2 separate regions of the Mus musculus genome follow, and region 1 is linked to region 2. The links are chromatin contacts, called in public HiChIP or PLAC-seq maps. All regions are on one chromosome and are shown on one strand. Each heading gives the region's core, a stretch centred on a gene start, on an enhancer-like site or on the middle of the called end of the contact. The rest is flanking DNA. Distances are from core to core; before and after follow the strand shown. Region 1 overlaps T2 (brachyury 2). Region 2 holds the start of 4930506C21Rik (RIKEN cDNA 4930506C21 gene).

The links. HiChIP or PLAC-seq counts read pairs in DNA pulled down with a chosen protein or histone mark.
Region 1: a contact with region 2 is called in an H3K4me3 HiChIP or PLAC-seq map of embryonic stem cells, with 7 times the contacts expected there. The contact joins the enhancer-like site here to the promoter of 4930506C21Rik in region 2. A contact is called at or near these places in 3 of 39 promoter capture datasets (embryonic stem cells, neural stem cells and stem cell-derived epiblast-like cells), 5 of 484 Hi-C or Micro-C datasets (all in embryonic stem cells), 7 of 115 datasets of contacts at active chromatin or transcription factors (the 230-238 cell line, the HPC-7 cell line, the SCID.adh cell line and 2 more) and 4 of 9 other capture datasets (adipose tissue, embryonic stem cells, liver and 1 more).

Annotation. Positions count from the first base shown.
Region 1 is chr17:8,405,641-8,411,719 of GRCm38.p6, reverse strand. All of the region lies in intron 5 of T2 (brachyury 2), which reads right to left. It overlaps Gm34036 (a long non-coding RNA gene), which reads left to right. Exons shown (of 3, transcript XR_385202.4): 3 at 1-101. Among named protein-coding and RNA genes, the nearest start is that of Gm34036, 5.2 kb to the left of the region's middle. Within about 2 kb of position 2,594, at least 65 of the 459 cell types and tissues checked have an H3K27ac peak or open chromatin away from gene starts, as enhancers often do. A contact at or near this core is called in the 230-238 cell line, the HPC-7 cell line, the SCID.adh cell line and 2 more, where this site is marked.
Region 2 is chr17:8,309,271-8,315,870 of GRCm38.p6, reverse strand. It overlaps 4930506C21Rik (RIKEN cDNA 4930506C21 gene), which reads left to right and starts at 4,753. Exons shown (of 5, transcript NR_073374.1): 1 at 4,753-4,854. It overlaps Sft2d1 (SFT2 domain containing 1), which reads right to left and starts at 4,768. Exons shown (of 8, transcript NM_134114.2): 1 at 4,586-4,768. The coding sequence starts at 4,648.

The DNA.
Region 1 (6,079 bases), core at 1,345-3,844, 98 kb before region 2:
TCACCTCATGAGAGCCCCGCCCCCAATGCAGGACTCCAGGCTGTGCCAACCCTCACTCAGAGAAGTGAGATGGCTACCTCAGACTAGATGTTCAGCCAGAACATCAGAGAGAAAGTGGGACGCAGTGAGAGAAGGGAGTGGAGGAGGGAAGAGATCACACTAAGATAACATAAACACTGCCCGCAGGGGCTGGGAGGAAAGCAAGAAAAGCTTTAAGCAAGAGAACTCAATGAGAATACAAGACACAAGGCCGACAAGCCATTTAGGAACAAATAGATCTTCTGTAGAAACCCAATGAAGCACACAGAACACATGTTTCAATGTTATAAAATGTCGCTGAAGAAATCAAAGATCTAAATATTAAAAAAACAAAAAACAAAAACCAGCCAATCGTGTTCATGGATTGGATCAATTTAGTAAAACAGATTTATAGGTAAGCACAATTCATACCAAGCATCCAGCCAAGAGCTGAGGAAATGTCTCAGTGGGTTAAGCAGCTAGCTACATCAGCCTCACGAGCCTCCTTCAAATCCTGGAGCAGGACTCCTATGCAAAGCTTGTATTTGGGGGTGCACATCTGTAATCCCAGCATGCTTCAGGAAAACAGTGGGTGGAGTCAGGAAGACAGAAGTCATGGGCCACATAGCCTGGAGCATACAGCACAGCAGCAGCAAGACAAGGAAGACCCAGCCTCAGAAAGAACTGGCTCCTGTCAGTTGCCCTGTTACCTCCATATGCATTCTGTGGCATGCACATGTGCCCAAGCACGCACACTAAATACGCAAATAATTTTGAAAAGATTCCAGCTCAATCTTGTTTGTTTGTTTGTTTGTTTGTTTGTTTCGAGACAGGGTTTCTCTGTGAAGCCCTGGCTGTCCTGGAACTCACTCTGTAAACCAGGCTGGCCTTGAACTCAGAAATTCGCCTGCCTCTGCCTCCCGAGTGCTGGGATTAAAGGCGTGACTGACTGTGCGGGGTGGAGGGTAGGCTGGTGGGGATAGGGACATCTGGGCAGGTTTCTAGTTTGCTGAGGTTGTGTTTGTTTTAACCATGGGGGATGTGTGCTTACTTTTGTCCACAGTTGTTCATTTGCTCAACTGTAATTGGTGGGAAAGGGTGTGCCTTTGTTATCACATGGGCAAGGTACACAGGTGCATTGTGGGGAAGGGTGTGCCTTTGTTATCACATGGGCACAGCTCACAGGTGCATTGTGGGAAAGGGTGTGCCTATGTGCCCTTGTTATCACATGGGCAAGATACACAGGTGCATTCTGAATGGTCTGTTTCTTCCCCCATTTATGTGTACGTCTCTGCTACCTATGTCATACAGTCCTCATCAATGACGCTTCCTGTTGGAAGGAAGCTCCTGCCACCATGCCTCCCCACCATAATGAACTATATATCTCCTTAAGTCATGAGCTGAAATTAACCTGCACTTAGTTGCTTTAGCCAGGTTATTTTACCACACACTGTGGAGTATCAGCAAGGGTGAAGGGAAGCCCCAGGCTTGCTGATCAACCCCTTTATACTCCCATATTTAATTCTCACAACACTCCATCCCTTGGCCTTCTTTGACATAGGATGAGACAGAGAATGAGGGCCTCCTGATGCTGTACAACCTGTCAGATACAGATTTACCTCGCAGCTTCTTGAGGTTAGCAGCTCCCAGATGTAAGTTTTGTTGTTTTGTTGTATGCTCTCTCCCCCCCCCCACCTTCTTCTCCCTCTCTCTCCTCTCTCTATCCATCCCTCTCTTTCCCTCCTCCCCCTTCACTTCTCCTCATCCATCATTCCCTCTCTCTCCTACATCCCTCCCTCCCTCTTCTCCCTCTCACTCTTCCCTCCATCTCTCCCTTTCTCCCTCCCTCTCTCCTCCCCCTCCTTCTTTCTCCATCCCTCCCTCTCTCTCCCTCCTCTCCCCTCACCCCCCAAACATTTCATGGTAAACTGTCAAAACATGACAAAGAAAAGTAAACTCCTGGAATTCTTTAATAAACAGAAAAATACTACAAACATTGTAGAAAGAAAAGCAACCAACCAGAGACTAAAACTCAGATATGAAATTGAGAGGAGAAATTGCAGGGCGTGGGGGGTGGGGTGGGGGTGGGGGTGGTGGTGGTGGTGGTGGTGTGTGGTGTCACAGTTCCGTCCACTTGGTTATCAGCCCTCCTCCTGAGCTCAAGGAGGGCCAAGTACAGAGAAAACCCATTGGAAACATACAGGAAGAAAGCAAGCCCAGTAGTACTGTCAAAGTTTAAACTCTGACTCCAGAGTGTTCTCTGCACACTCCTGTACATGGATGTCCCTAGGGCCCTGCTCTGGAGCCTCCAGTAAAGTGTTCCCATGTGCTCTGCCCAGGGCTCCTGTGACCACAGGGCTCCTGTGCTGTGAACAGCCATTCAGAGCAGTATTAAACACTAAGGACTCAGCCCCTGGTGATGGAAATGCGTCCTTCCTTGTAAAGCTCGCTGGCAGTTGCTCTCCGCGCACTACCTGCATCCCTCCTTGTAAAGCTCACTGGCCATTGCTCTCTGCTTAATCCCTGGGACTCCGGGGAAGAGGGAAGGAAGTGGTCAAAGTCACGCTTTTCTGCAAACTTCAAAGGTCGCCCCTCCCCCCTCTTTACATTTTACTGTCTGGGGAGCTAACTTGTCTGCAGCTGTCCTCAGAGACTGTGTCCCTGTGTCAAACCTGCCTCCTCCTGGGCTCATAAACTACAGCAGGGAGGTGGGTACAGGTGTGGAATGGGAGGAAAGAAGTGTCCTAGTGAAGTCCCTAGTAAAGGCTGAGGACGCGGTGGGGGGCAGGCCTAGGGAGGCTGGAGAGGCACCATGCACACACCTTGCACGTCTATGTGCTGGGTTCAACCCTGCTCTACACCTAGAATAAGATAAAGATCCGTCCCACCACACTCCACCCCGGCACAGCAGGCCCTTGTGTGCCTCCCAGGGAAATCCCTTGCATGCAAACCTCTGAGTCAAAGACCACTGGAGGCGGAGCAGCCGCCAGAGATCGCAGATGCTTCACAGTCCAGGTTCTGAGATGCAATGCAAGCAAGCTCCGTGCTGAATTTACATTCCTCACCAAGAGAAATGAGCTGAAGGACTGGTAACCCCTAATTCTAGCACTTGGGAGGTTAAAGGAAAGAACATGAGTCCCCAAACTAGCCTGGGCATGTGATGCGAGCGCTCACACACACACACACACACACACACACACACAGACTGAGACAGAGACAGAGTCATAGAGAGACAGACACACAGAGAGACAAAGAGATTTTAAAAATCAAATATGTATGTTTGCCAAGATAACAGGCTTATGCTGCTACTCACACAAAACACTTTGCCTGTTTTCAATAAAGAGAAACTGGTAATTATGGACTAAGCATGAGCCTGCTAATAGAAAATGTGGATGGATTCTCGATCATTATATCTTGCTCATCTGTTCCAATGTCTTGAGGGAGACGAGGGGAAAAGAGGAAACTGATTTATTTATGGCAATATTAAAGGGTTCACATGGGGCAGATTAAAAACTAAACATGAGCCAGCCAGTGGTGGCACACGCCTTTAGTCCCAGCACTTGGGAGGCAGTGGCAGGCAGATTTCTGAGTTCGAGGCCAGCCTAGTCTACAAAGTTCCAGGACAGCCAGGGCTACACAGAGAAACCCTGTCTTGAAAAAAAACCAAAACCAAAACCAAAAAAACAAAACAAAAACCCAAAAGCGTAAACATGTTTACTTCTTGTATACATTTTTCTTTTCTTTCTTTCTTTATTTATTATAATAAATTTATTATTTATTATAATGAATTATTAGTTTTTTTTTTAAAGACAGGATTTCTTTGTGTGTAGTCCTGGCTGTCCTGGAACTCGCTCTGTAGACCAAGTTGGCCTTGAATATTTACAAAGATCCACCTGCCTCTGTTTTCCAAATGCCACACACCACTACCACCAAGCAATTTTTATATTCTGTTGAGAATTTCACATTAATGCAGTATATTCACCCCACCCTCTGCTCCCTCCTCTACCTTTCCTTCCCAGCTCCATTGCCTGATAACCTCTTATTCCATAATTATTATTGCCTGTCACACACACACACACACACACACACACACACACCCTTCCGAGTATGTTTTGCTCTGCTTGTATGTGCATGTGATAAACATACGTCTGCTATGTGGGTGTAGGTGTACAGAGCTCTGTCCCATGCTTTACCCCACAGCAACTGCCTTCTTTATTCCGTGAGCCCAGGTCCTTCACTGGCTCTGTTGTTTCCTCAGACACGGGACATTTTTCTTAATAAAAACGTCAGTCTGGTGAGTATTTCGCCAAGGCCCTGATTCTCACACAGACCGACCACATGATCAGAAAAAACATATTTTGGATCATCTGAATCTCACCAAACACCCTCACATCCCCAGCCCCTCCACCAACCCCTAGCCTCCCTAGGCTCACTCTGTAAACCAGGCTGGCCTCAAATCATGATCCACCTGCCTCTACCTCCTGAATGCTGGGACTAATGTGGCACTACTACACCCAGATCACCTGAACTCATGAGGTCCACGTTTTCTAACCGCAGGGAATCACCAGGCCAGTTTCCCTTAGGGACGAGGTACATTTCAGCTAAACCTTCGGACACACCCGTTTGACACCAAAACTTGCCACAGCTTATTCATTGCATCTGCACCGCTTAAGCAACCAACACTACATCAGTATCTGCCAGGAGCAGAGTGTGAAGCGACCCGTGAATGCTAAGCAGTCTGCACTCCAGCTTTCTATGACTTGGGGACAATCAGCCACTGGAACTTCGTGCCTTTTTCATTAGCTTAAAGCACACTGGAAGTGAGTGGAGAGTCCCACATCTTTTGTGAAATTAAGGGAAAAGCTATCAGCCTCTATATCCTCAGAAGCAGAGACAATAAAAAGAAAAGAAAATCAAACAAGGAACTTACTTGAGGCTCTTCTGGTTTTATTGACCATCTAGTCACCAAATACAAACTTAACAAAAACTGTTTCCTGAGATCAGATGGTGTATGAGCATTGTGTCTGAGAGCAGAATACCAGAAGTCCCTAAAAGCCACAGCCCCATTTGGCTTCTGTCTTTTCAGGTCATTAGTGCCATTTGTACTATGAAGGACTATGGTACATCTCAGAGCCCTGGGATCCAGCAGGGACCAGCGTGGAGTTGCACAGTGTTATAGGCCTGCAGGGTCTGAGTCTGGGCATTTTGTCCGCCACAATTAGGTGACTGCCTATAAAAGCCCTGGACAGCAGCTGGGAGGGAGGGAGGGAGAACCAACAGCTGGCTTCAAATCTTGTTAAGTGCCAGCAGATCTTAAAGCGACCACTACCCTATCTTCACAAAGCCTATTCCTGTCCCTCGGCACAGAACTTACGGTACAATCTTGACAGCCCCACAGGGTTCCGTTGAGTTTCCAGGTTTGGAAAGAAGGCATACATCCAAATAGTCTGTCTATTCATGATATTGCCGGGTGGGCTCGAGGGCACAGGAGGCTGCTAGCTGGCTTTTGTTTCTATGAATTGGGGGAGGGGTGGATATTCAGAAGCATGAGTGGAACTTCCTTTTTCTTTAAATGGTCCTGAGGATTGACCCCAGGGCCCCACACATTCCGGGTGAGCGTTCAGTTGCATCCACGGGACCCTACATCTACTCACTTCTTCTTTTTTGTTTGTTTGTTTGTTTGTTTGTTTTTCAAGAAAGAGTTTCTCTGTATAGCCCTGGCTGTCCTGGAACTCACTTTGTAGACCAGGCTGGCCTCAAATTCAGAAATCCGCCTGCCTCTGCCTCCCGAGTGCTGGGATTAAAGGTGTGCGCCACCACGCCTGGCGTCTACTCACTTCTTAAATGCCCTGTGGGAACTGGTGTTAGAGCATCTGACCAGCCAGGCTGCTGGGCTTGCATCCTTGAAGCAACAGCTCTGAGCCCAACTGAGCCAGGGTGGGAAGCTGAAACGTCAAGCCATGGATTTTTATTTTTTGGGTTTTTTTGTTTGTTTCTTTCTTTCTTTTTGACTCAGTAAGGCCCTCCGACCAGCACTTTCCACTCTGCTCCCATAGAAAGG
Region 2 (6,600 bases), core at 3,504-6,003:
TTCCTTGAAACAAAATCTAAAAAATAAAAAAAATAAAAAAAAAAAACCTCCCTCCAGCCTCCACAGCCAGCCAGCCACTCCTGACACTGAGAACAACTATGTGCTTCTTCTAAGAGCTAGGTGAGGGGCTCAGCTCCTGGTTATAAACAAACAAATACTATATGCTGATCAGGCATGGCGGAGCCTGTCTTTAATCCTAGCACTTGAGAGGCAGAGGTAGGAAGAACTCATGAGTTCAAGACCACCCTTGTCCACATAGTGAGTTCCAAGCCAGCCACACAGACACCTTGTCTAAAAAACAAACAAACCAGTATGCGAGGTGCTGTAACAAACACCACCACCATCACCACCACCACCTCTTCTTCCTCCTCTTCCTTCTCCTGATTCTGGAAACTGTGAATCTAAGATCAAGTGTTAATAGACAAGGTGTCTGCTGCTCCTACACATGATAGAAGGGGCAAATGGTCTCCCTGTTAAGCAAAGCAGACTGTCATGCTGGAAGTTAGGCCTTAGCATATGAATTTGGGGAGCATTCAGAACACAGCACTGGATGTGACTGTTGAGGACTGACCATGAACCTCCTGGGAAGCTGCCATTCCACATGGGCCTGGAGCACCATAGGCTCTAAAGGGAGCCGCAGTCCTGACCTGCAGCTCCTCACTGGCTGTGACCTTTCATTTTCACACAGTGTACCCCAGGCCTGAAGACGGGCCTGAAAGGCTTGATTCTCTAACCTTAACTGCTCGGTGTTTTTCTGTGATTGTCCTAATCCTGTAACTATGTAGAGGCCTCAGCAACTGGGCAGCTCAATAACATGTAGAAGACTCAACTCAGAGACCACATGAATTTTTGGAGTGTTATGATTAAAAAAAAAACGTTAATTGTCTTAGAGTTTTACTGCTGTGAACAGACACTATGACCAAGGCAACTCATAAGGACAACATTTAATCAGGGCTGGCTTACAGGTCCAGAGGTTCAGTCCATTATCATTAAGGCAAGAACACACAGCATTCAGGCAGACGTGGTGAAGGAGGAGCTGAGAGTTCTACATTTTCATCTGAAGGCTGATAGCAGAATACTGTCTTCCAGGCAGCTAGGATGAGGGTCTTATAGCACACACCCACAGTGACACAGTTACTTCAACAGAGCCACACCTTCTAATAGTGCCACTCCTTGAGCCTGGCATATAGGAACCATCACAGTAACTAAATGTTTCACAGCACCTTGGTAGGTCATAGTCAGTCTTCTGAGAGCCACTGCTTGGCTTACATAACAGGGGGTTTTATTAACATCTTCCATGCAGTGAACTTGAAGGTGGAACATGGCCGTTTCCTTTGTTAACATGGACTAGTTATCTGCCGTGCTGGGCTACAATGTGCACCTAGGGTTCCCCCAAATCCTAACCTTTCAGACACTGGTGCTAGAACACAGAGCCTCAGGGGCATTCAGACACGGCAACAGAACCTTTGGAAGTGGGATTAGTTTCCTTTCCCAGGGAATTCCCACACCCCTTGCACTGAAACTGGAATGGTACATCCACAGACCAGAAGGTGACCCTTGGGAGACAAAGATTTCACTCTGACCATGATCTTGGGACTGAATAGTAAAAATTAAACTTCTGTGGTTTCTAAGCTCCCCAGTCGTTGAGTTCTGGTCAAAGTCTATGAACACACAGTTCATGGCAGAGACTTGTTAGGCTTCAATGACAGGTCGCAGGACAGACAGGCCTTACATGCAAATGGGGAAGGGCGGTCAATGGTGAGAACAGCAGCCAGAGCAAATAGGAGGGTAACTAGGAACAGCCTAGTCTCTCTGAAGACATTCAGTGCTGACTCCACTAGAAGAGCCAGGTTGGAGCATTCCAGAAAGAATGACCTTGCTAAAAGACTGCCAAGTTGTACAGCTAAGAAAGGACTCAGGCAAGGAAGCTGAAACACCTGAAGCACAGAGTCCTGGCAGGTGGAGGAGGGACTAGGTACGTGCAGGTCTGAGAAGCTAACCTGGGCTTAACTCTAGAAGCACAGTGGTGGGAGAGCGAGCAGGATGGGGTTCTCTGAGGCCTGCTTCAGGCCTTTCCCTCTAGGAAGATGTCCTAGATACCTGCCAAGGAGGGCCTGGAACCCTAGCTTCTAGTCAATCCTGGCCCTCAAGCCTCTCTGCAGCAGAACGGAGTAGCTCAATTTCCAGGGTGCCTGGACACCCTTGTCTAACCTGCACCTGGGTGACCATCCTATTCCATAGATAGGACCTTTTCCATCCTGCAGTACAAGAAGTCACCACCCCACTGCCCTACTAAGCCTGGTCACCCACAATCGCAGAACACCCTGAACTCTACACAAACTTTCTGGTCCTCACTAACTTCTAAGTATCTCTCACCTTGTGGTCTATCCTCCCCGAGGGCATGCGTTCTTCCCACACATCCTGCAGGACAAGCAGTGTGCTAGGCACTCTTCCCTCTAGGCCCATGCTCCTCCCCAGACACATAATACTTTCAAGGCCACCATGACATTCTACCCCTGTCCCTCATTACTGTCATACCTTTCATTCTCGGAGAGCAAAATATTTATACATATGAAGGAACAATAAATCTTTAAAAAGGTAAGAAAATGGGAGTACTGGATCAACACAGCTGAGGCTTCCCCGTGAACAGGCTAAGCTCCCACGCCCTCTTCTCAGAGGTGGCCCTACTTTGAGACATTCTGGAAACTTGAGATGCTAAGGCCGACTTGACAGAAGTCACTCCCTAGGGCTGACCTCTCTCCTTCCTGGAGCTGGGAAGCGAATCCCCTCCCACACGTCTATCCAAGAACTGAACTGTCCACCATACCTTCCCATCAAGATGGACTAAAGCTCTGAAATGGAACCACGACATACCTTCCCTCTCCTTGAGCTGTTTCTGCCAGGTACTGTGCTCAGCGATGGGAAAGTGGCTAATACAGTATCACTCACTCACAGTGAATCGAAACCCTCTCCACAGCCTAAGAGACCCAATGGGACGCAGAATCTTCCACCTCCTGCCTTCCTGCCTTTGTCTCCTACCTGTGTCCCTCTTTCCCTCTGTTCCAGTCACCGGCCCAGCACACACAGAGGCCACCCCTGCCACTCTCTCCTAGTTGGGAGCTCAGGAAGAGCTTCCCTGAGCTACCTGAGAGGCTGACTACCCTATGCACTACGGCAACCCTAAGCTTCCCAACCCACTCTACCTGTTCCACGCACTTTCCACTAACACTGTAACCGTAGCACCGGAGGCCTCTATCAGTCACTGTTATTACATCCACAGTGACAACGGATAACCACCTAACAGTCTATCACCACCAGAGCGTTCCACCTTTGACTGAACTCTTCTTTACACAATCTCCTCTCTTCCGGAAACAGCTCCAAGGACCAAGTTCACTTCTTTGTCCCCAGGATTTACAAGAGCACTGCCTGACAACACTCCAGCAATGTCTGAGCAGCAGCCACATGCTACTCAACACTTAAAAACGGCATGCACCACTACGGAAATAAATTCTACATTTTAATCTGTTTACATTTTGAGTGGCTACATGTGGTCATAGCTACAGCAAAGATCTAGAACAAAGAGTGGAGCATGAAGCAGTTGATACTATCAAGCACGGTGGATAAGCCATATTTACAGCCATTGCTGAAGTGACTATGTACAGGTCTTTTGTATTGCAATTACAATACTGATTTCAGTTCTCAGGAGGCAGAGGCAGGAGGACCTTTGTAGCTCCAGGCCAGTGAGGGCTACACAGTGAGACTTTGTCTTGGAACAAACCCAAAAAGAACAAACAAACAAAACACAAAATACAATATAGAGTTCACTTGTCTCAACACGGGCTACCTCAGCCCTGCCAACAAATAAGTCAGAAAGGAAAAACGAACAAACAAAACATCTTCATGTAATACAAAATCAGGCCCAGGTCTGTGCCAAGACACACCAAAATGTGCTAGCGTGCAAAACACAAAGCAGTTCCTGTTTGCCTATTTTTAATTCTTACTGGAGGAAGTAAGTCTTTATCAAGTCTCATGTCTGGGTCACAAGCAAACAAGGGCTCTGTTAATTAAACAAAACAAAACAAAACCATGCATTACTAAGGAGGGCTGACTTCACAGGCAACCTTTGGCACGTCCGTGCTCTCCAGTCTCTCGCCCAGATCTCAGCCTTAATTTTTTTAAAGATCTATTTATTTATTATTTATTTATATGAGTACACAGCAGCTGTCTTCAGACACACCAGAAAAGGGCATCAGATCCCCATTACAGATGGTTGTGAGCCACCATGTGGTTGCTGGGAATTGAACTCAGGACCTCTGGAAGAGCAGCAGTCAGTGCTCTTAACCGCTGAGCCATCTCCCCAGCCCCAGATCTGTCTTGAGACCTGGAATGAATGAGCCGGCCACAGGCAGCCTGGCCCCGAGGCCTGCTCGCTGCAGGGGCGGCGGAACTTGGTGCAGGAGGGGAGGGCGCAGAGAAAGGCCATGGCAGAGAAGCGGGGACCGGACAGTCCCGGGGATCCGGGACCGACTCCCCGAGAGCGGTTCGCGGTCCCCTCTCCCACTGTCGCCGCGGCCGAGGACGTTACCTGCGCCGTCAGGCCTTGCTCCTCGTCGTCCTGGCCGCTCAAGACGCGCCGCAGCTTCTCCATAGCCCTGTCCTCTTGCCACGCCGCCGACCCCTAGCTCGTCCGGCCCCCACGCCCACCCGGAAGCCCGGAATCCGCACCTTCAAGCGCCGGCCGGAAATCCGGACTTCCGCTTCCTTCAAGCATGCGCACCTCCTTGCTCTTTAATCTGCTGGGGCGGGCCTGATTACGTCACTTCCGGCGCGCCCACGGGTGCCCGCAGGGGGCTGGTGAGTGGCTTTTCTTATCCTCAAGATCGTTCAGCCAGCCAGTAGGGAGGGACACAGTTAGAGCTGTCTGTCCGGCCTGGTGCAGAGAAACAGTGTCCAGTTGCATGACTGTCCAGGCACTGAGTGACAGGTCCTGCCCCGATTGTTTTGGGTTGGAGAGATGGTAATGAAATGGCCTTTATTTTAACGATTTCACTAACAGCTTCCTCCTTAAAATTGGATCAAGAAAAAAAAAAGGGTTAATTGTCAATCCTACTGCCTCGCGAAAGGCAGTCATTACTAGAGAAGGGGATCTTTTACAGATGAAACTGCTCCAGCGTTCTCAGGGAGTTAGACCTGAACGAACAAAAGTGCGAAAGCCCCGTCCCTTTGCCCTTTGAAAGATTACAAAGATGATAACGAATGTACAATAAAAATCGTCCTTGATGTCCAATAAAATAGTTTTTAATATGGCTACACGTTTTCCCTTTGAAGTATAGTAACTTCTATATTAAAAAATCTGATAACAGTAGTTATGAAAAGTCTGTTTTTCAATATATATGAAATTGCCAGTACTCACAATATAGTTGAAACCTCGATTTGAAGGAGTCAGTATGTACTTGAAATAATTAGTGGCAGTTTAAAAATTCTGGTGACATATACATGGATCTTAATGTCACAGTGAAACCCATTAATTTGTACAAATGATAGGGTGTTAATTATAGTAACAAGAATAAACAACGATCCTAGAATGTGTTGCAGACAGAAAGCTATTTAGTAACCCAGTTTTGCCTGAGACTTAACCTCTTAGTGTTCTGATTTGATATATATGTGACCCCACCCCCTTCTGTCATTTGCCTGTGTGTCTGTGTACCATATTCATGCACAGCCCATAGCTATCAGAAGAAGGCATCAGATTCCCTAGAACTGGAATTAGGGAAGATTGTGAGCTGCTGTGTGGGTGCTGGGAAACTGAATCCTCTGGAAAAGCAGCCAGTGCTCTTAACCACTGAGCCCATCTCTCCAGGCCCCTGTCATTCTTAAGGCCGAGTACGATCTTATGTAGAATAGAGACCTTGGGCAACACACATGTCTTGAAGTGTAAATTGCCTGACAAATTTAATTATATAGAACAAAATGTAACTATTAAAAACAAGGACTGAGGGCTTGAGAGATGGATCAGAGGTTAAGAACACTGGATGCTCTTCCAGAGGCCCTGAGTTTGATTCCCAGCACCCACTTGGTGACTTCCAACCACCTATAAAGGGATCTGATGACCTCTTTTGTCATGCAGGCATACATGCAAATAGAGCATAATAAATAAATAAATATATTTAGTATTTATTATATATAACATATATTAACTTATATTATTATATAAATAAACAGAGCATAAATAAATCTTAAAAGCAAAATAAAGACTGAACTAGAGGTGGTGGCGCATGCCTTTAGTACAGCACTCAGGAGGCAGAGGCAGGCAGATCTCTTGTGTTAGAGGCTAACCTGGTCTACAAAGTGAGTTCTAGGATAGCCAGGGCTACACAGAGAAACCCTGTCTCAAAAACCCATACAACCAAACAAACAAAAGGCCAATGTATAGGTTTTATTGTTTCTTGTTCCCTAGAAGCCAAACCTGTCTTCTGAACAATGTTACAAAGAATTTATTAGATCCATTGTGGGGGATAATAAAATGAGTAAGGGCCTAGGTTCTGGAGAGAAACTGGGCTAGAATCTTGTCCCCACTCCTTGTAGCCTTGGGATTTGACA